Linked DNA regions of Cricetulus griseus: region 1 is linked to region 2. A link is a contact called in public Hi-C data. All regions are on one chromosome and are shown on one strand. Each heading gives the region's core, a stretch centred on a gene start, on an enhancer-like site or on the middle of the called end of the contact. The rest is flanking DNA. Distances are from core to core; before and after follow the strand shown.

What was found. A called contact is a pair of places that touch in the nucleus more often than the background predicts.
Region 1: a contact with region 2 is called in a Hi-C map of liver, with 8 times the contacts expected there. The contact joins the enhancer-like site here to the promoter of Plcl1 in region 2. A contact is called at or near these places in 5 of 8 Hi-C or Micro-C datasets (the CHK-Q cell line, the CHO-K1 cell line, fibroblasts and 1 more).

What each region holds. Positions count from the first base shown.
Region 1 is chr2:410,099,247-410,102,347 of CriGri-PICRH-1.0, forward strand. All of the region lies in intron 5 of Plcl1 (inactive phospholipase C-like protein 1), which reads left to right. Among named protein-coding and RNA genes, the nearest start is that of Plcl1, 290 kb to the left of the region's middle. Within about 2 kb of position 1,590, at least 1 of the 6 cell types and tissues checked has open chromatin away from gene starts, as enhancers often do.
Region 2 is chr2:409,805,153-409,808,365 of CriGri-PICRH-1.0, forward strand. It overlaps Plcl1 (inactive phospholipase C-like protein 1), which reads left to right and starts at 1,295. Exons shown (of 6, transcript XM_027396911.2): 1 at 1,295-2,008. The coding sequence starts at 1,766.

The sequences.
Region 1 (3,101 bases), core at 340-2,839, 290 kb after region 2:
ATGGTTTGTCACTTTTGAGAGGGAAAGAGAGAGAGAGAGGGAGAGAGAGAGAGAGGGGGGGGAGACAGAGACAGAGACACAGAGAGACAGAGGGAGAGACAGAGAGAGAGAGAGAGAGGGAGAGAGGTAACTTCATTGACATTGGCCTTAAGGGGACCATTGAGACCACACCCCTCCCCCACCTCCTTTCTCTTTCTTTGCTTCTTCCTCCCTATGAGGTGAAGGCACTTTCCTCCCAGGTGCTCCCACTGCTGCCAAAGGCCTGAAAGCAACAAGGCCAAGTTGAGTGTCTCTGGACTAAAACCTCAGAAATCAAGAGCTCAAATGCATCTCCTTTCTAAAATGTTGCTGCTCTCAGGCATTTTGTAATAGAGACACAAACTATGTGTTAAAAGTGTGAGCTTTAGCAGAAATTCCAGTTGCTTTGAGTCGGAGACAGGGGTCAAGTTTATTCTAATTTTGTCCATACCTCCACAATTCCTGAGTAAATCAAGTTTTTTTTTTGTATTAATGGGGAAAAAACAGATAAAGAAGGTTAACTATTTCAGAATTATTCATGGTCTATGGAGGCACACTTCCAAACTGGTATTTTATTCCCCCACTTTGCTTAAAAGCTTATAATTTGAATTTATTCTGGAATAATTATACAGACCCTTGATAACTGTACAGTGTTTACCTGCTGGTGAGAGCATGGCAATTTACACACCGTGTCCTCATTCTATTATTACACATGTTGCAGGAAACTGGTTCATGCTTATTGTGGCCTTGATGTATTCAAGAAACAGCTATCTGTGATTGCTAAAAATCAAGCCAACATGTGAATTCTCGTATATGAAGAAAGCATATGTTAGTAGAAGTACAGTGAATAAGTGGAACTAAAGACTCTTGACAATGGACATTGTGTGTCCTGAGTCAACTCGTAGAGGCCTCGGGAGCTGAAATCAGAAAGGGGGAAAGCCAGATACTTCCTTCCTGCTCTCCTTTGTGTATGATACAATTTAGCTGGGGAGAGAATGGATGCCACTGAAAAGAACTATCGGTGAATTGAACATACATACTTTGTGTATGTGGGGTGTCTCTGGTTATCAGTAACTCACAGATCCCTGACATTGTAAGCTCTGCAAAAATAGGTGGAGGTAGTGGTGACAGTGATAGAAGAGTGATACTGTCTTCTAAGCTATTTAAATCTGTTCTCAGAACAAATAAGAGACTATACAAATGGTACAATAACTACAGGTATCACCAGAGCTTCTCATTCCAGATTCTGAAAAACATATTCTTTGCATCTAAATCACTGTTGTGTCAATTTGGACAGAATCATTGCTGTGATCTCTACTTAGTAATTGCCACTTTAAAAGTATTGCTTTCATCCCAATAGCAAAATTGTGTTCTAGTAATTTTTCTCTGGTTGGAAAGAGAGAGAAAAGTGTGAAATGATTGCTACTGTCCGTTTTTAAACATCTTTAGTGTTTGGACAGCTGCTCCTGGGAAAGTCTGTTCCTTTGAGGTCTTTGTCAAGGCTACCCAGAAGCTGTTTGCAGAGCAATCCTTGACCTGTACTGGCCTTGACAATTAGTCACGTGGAAGTTCAGGAATTTCACTGAAGTTAAACATTGGTACAAGTCAAATTATCTTGTTGGAAATGTCTGTGGTGGTGTCATCTCCTTTCCTGCTCATGAGGTCTATCAGTTAATCCTGGAGCCAGACAGATTTACGAATCCCAATATATGAGTAAACTCTTGGGGTGCCATTCACATGGGATCTGTATGAATGTTCTTAGGCATATAGCAGCTGCAGAGCTATCAGTCTGTGCCTTTTCTCTCTGGCCTCTGTTTACTGTGAAGTTTTGAGTGCCTTTAACATTTGTTCATGTTCATTGTAATTATTATGTAATATTGTGATTGTTTTCCTCATGAAGATTACACTTAAGAGGGAACTTCCATAGTTCCATAAGTGTCAGGATATACTGGTGATCTTGTGCACCTGCTTTGTTTATTTATTTATTTGTTTGTTGTGTATTAAAGCACAACAGAGAAGCCTAAAGACCTAAAGAAGGTCAAATGAGGAAATTTCAGTTGCTACTCAGCTAGATCTTAACCTTAGACAAATTTGACAACAAATGTATTTTAACTTCTAACTCTATGCTAAAAGAAAATAAATTTTTTTGTTGAATCTCATATTATTAGGGCATGTAGTCCTCTTTTCAAGTCTAGCATAATGATCTGATAAGTGAAAATTCAAAGAACAGATCTTAGTCTCCTGAATAAACCAAGGTTCTGAATTTATTTAAGGACTTTAAAATAAAAACACTTCATAAATAATCAGACTATACTTGGATGAGAGAATTGATTTGTTGTTTGTCTTTCAAATGGAAGAAAAGCCTTTCTGTTCTTGACTTGGAAATGTCAAAGGTCAGGAGGCTTTCTCTTGGCTCTGCACCTTCCCCTCCCTTGCCGGTCTGCACTTGCCTGGAGTTCCAGCTCATAGAGAACCCTCCCCCAACCCCAATGCAGCTTCAGGACCATTTCTTCCCAGGTGCACTCTTGCCTGTCTATTCACCTGACCAACTGCTCTGTGTTACTCAAACATACACAAGCTCCTCTCTTACTTTCATGGGAAGTTCCCAGACCCCTAATACTCACACTCCTCAAGTGAAATATTTGTGGCTCACACAGTGTCATCTCCGAGTTCTGCTAAGTCACTGTTCTGTCATGCTTTGTTCCTTTGAGAATGCTGAGTCAGCTCCTTTGGGGCAGACCTGAAGGTGAGCACAGAGATGAACTGGTGTATGGAGGCTAGGAGGTGGGCTCCAGACAATGTGACTAACTAGCAAGCAGGAAGACAAACCCTTGTTCTGAAACCCTTGTTCTGTGTGACTAAAAAGCCTGTTTAAAAAAAAAAAAACCTCACTCAAGGTGTTCATCTTCCCAGTTTGACACTACTGTGCTAAACCTGAACTTAACATCCACAGATTCAAAGCCCTTGTCTCTTGGGAGTCCGTTTCTGCTCTTTCTGGAACTTTCCTTCCTTCACCTCTGTGCAGTTCCATCTCTTACACACACACACACACACACACACACACACACACACACACACACACA
Region 2 (3,213 bases), core at 45-2,544:
CCCCAGAAGATGGTAAATGTCAAATATGAATCTTCCCAAGAGCCCTATCCAGTTCTGACTGTTTGTAGCCTAAGGCGATCTAGATAAAAAAGTGAAGAGATGTTTCCAGGAGCTGGGTAGCAGAACTAATGTCAGTGTCTGCACTAACCAGTCTTAGACAAAGCTCATTTCTTCTGTTAAATAAAAAGCTGTCCTAGATGTCTCCCACGAACCCAGTGCATCCTTAAAATGCTAGGGTTCTAGTAAATTTCCAGGTCTGCAGGGCTGAAGAATTCCTTGGTACTCTTGGCAGAGTCAGGAAAAACAAAACCTTGAATTACGAAATAGTTAGTAATTGAAATACATTTAATGCTCCAAGTGAGGTTTAATACAGACCTCAGTGCTCCCATTTTTTTTTTTTTTAAATAAAAATGCTGTCTTCTCTAGGGACCTTAGAGCCATTGTCCACATTTGCTCGTGGTGTGGTTAATTCCATTGAATTCCTGCTCCACACAAAGATCTCTCCTGTTGGTCACTATCTTGGTGGAAGGTGCAAAACGGATTTATTTAGAATTAGACGCAGAAATCAGGCTAAACCCTTGTGATATAGGAACGTTTTAGGGTAGAGACTAAGCATGCCAGTGACCTTGTAGTTTTGTGGCTTCCATCCTACTGGTGTTTCCTTAGGTGACGTCCCCAGGGTTTTAGCTGTTCTGCTTCCTCTTACCCCTTTCTTCCCACTCCTTGTCATATTTAGTCAGATTGCAGAGTGAAGGTAGAATCCGCTCACAGAACCTGAAGCAAATTGTGGAACTCCAGGGTTCTAGTAAACCCTAGTTTATCTCCGCATGAACTTGACTTCTAAGGATTGGCAGGAGAGCCTGTATTTAATTCCTGGCCGTGCCAAGTGTCACCACCACACCAAACACTCTGACATTCTCACTTAACACCCTCTTTCTTCCAGATTTTCTGTTTTGCAGTGTTTCCTCCGGCTTCTCCCTGCCCCCATGCCCCAAGCCTCATTTTCGGTGCACCTTCAGGCTGCTTTAGCATTTTTAAACTTCCTAAAATGTACTTTGAGTGCCTGAGGGTGCGCTCACTGGCGCGCGCACCCTCGCCTAGTACCGAGCGGGCGAGCGGGGCCGGGCGGGCAAGGAGCTCCAGAACACATTCCATTCTTCGCGCTCGGGGCACACCCCTCCGCAGTGAGGATTGGTCGAGCCGAACCCCCCCGGCGAGCCTCGGCTCCTGAGAGGTCCAGGCGCCTGCCAATCCCTACGGGCTGTCAAAACAAGTCTTCCCTCCGTGTCACAGGCGAGCGGAGTGGAGGCCGCCGCCGCCGCCGCACTTCCTGGGGCCGCCCGCGCGCGTCGGCGGGCAGGTGGCGGGTGACCCGTCTGCAGTCACCGCTCCGGCGGCGGCGCGCGTCCCAGCTCCGGAGGCTCCTGGCCGGGCGCCCGCCGCCTTTTGTCTGCGCCGAGCGGGCGTTTGCATCACGTCTCCTCCGGTACCTCCCGCTGCTTTTCTCCTGCTTCTCCCTCCCGCTCGCATCTTCTCCCCGCCCCCGCCGCCGGCCGGCTGACCTCCTGGACCACAGCCCGAGGACGCCTCTGCCTCCGCGATGTCTCCTCTCTACAAAGTTGCGGCTGCTGCTGCAGCCGCCGTCCGGCGCTGAGACAAAGTCCAGCGGGGCTTCCTCCCGGTGCCCGAGCGCACCCGTGCCAGGGGCTGGACACCCGGTGTCGGTCGTGCTGTCTCGCCGGGAGTCCCCGAAACGTGCTTGGCCATGGCTGAGGGCGCGGCTGGCAGGGAGGGTCCGGCGCCTCTCGACGCTGCCGGAGGCGAAGACGACCCCCGAGTCGCCGCCGACGCTGCCTCCGGGGACGCTGCACCCGCGGTCTCGGGTGGCCGGATGAGGGACCGTCGCAGCGGGGTCGCATTGCCAGGCGCTGCGGGAGCCCCCGGGGACAGCGAGGCCGGCCTCCTGGAGGCTGCACGAGCGACCCCCAGACGCAGCAGCATCATCAAGGTAAGCGGAGCCGCAGCAGCCCAGAGCATGGGTGTGGGTGTTGGGGAGATAGGGGACCCCGGCAGGATGTTCATTGCCCCAGGCATAGCAGGCTGGGCATTGTTTTCTCCCACCTCTTTCACTGCCAAACCTTCCTGCCTAGTCCGGAGGTTCCCAGACTCAGCTCTTGGCCTTGAGAAGCAGAAGTGACTTCCCCTCTGACAGCCCGGGGAAAAGTTCCCCTCTGCGCTCTGCGCTTCTGCGGTTTTATGGATGCTTTCCCTCATTTTTTTCAGCGAGCTTCACAAACCGGTGGATGGGAGGAGGAAGGGAGAGGACTTGGGATAAATGCAGAGACCTGCGGGGTGGCTGTGCATTCTCCGGCCGAGGGCTGGCTTTTCCTGAACAGCAAAGGCAAAGCACAGCTTACTTTCAAGTGTGTGTGGGAAATCTCCCCCAGACACAAATGGTGCTGAAATCCTGAAAGGTTTGAACTTTGCAGGTAGGCAGGCAGAGTTTGCAGCGGACTCTGCAGCACAGAAAGGTTGAAGGAAGAGCTCAGAGTTTTCGCGCTGCAGAAAACACACATCCGGGAAAATGTTCCCAGACTCCCCTAGCACCCCTAGAAGATTTGCCTTTATCCATCTGCCAAGGAACTGAAAACCTTTCTTCGCCCCGATTTATTTCCACCTTCCACTTTGGACTTGTTTCCCTTGTTTGAAAGTTCATCTTTTGGGCGCATGACTTTGAAGTAAATTTTTTCAGGTAAGACCCCGGCACTGGCTCTGGAAGAGGGCCTCTTAGTGTAGATCCATGTGATTACTGCGTACATGTGAGATTAAAGTAGACCAGTCAGTGAGAATACATATCCATATGCGGATACACACAACACACCACAGACGACAGTGAACGAAGGGCTTGGAAGCAAGGACAGTGAGAGGACACTGACTTGCTGGGTAGGCTCATAGACTCAGAAAGCTTGCTTAGAGTTAAAGCAAGCAGCCACTGTGCAATGAGTGTCTTCTTTCCCAAGCTACCAGCACCGCAGTTTGTGCTCACATCCACCTAACTCCAAGCCCTATGCTTCCCCGCCCCCAAACATGGACCCATGGAAATTCCAAAGCTACAGGGAGATTTCTGTGTTAAAAGTGAATGGTAATTTCAAGTAACCTGTAGTAGTTTATTTTGTGGCCTTTTCATAATGTGCAAAGAGAATTATACTCTGG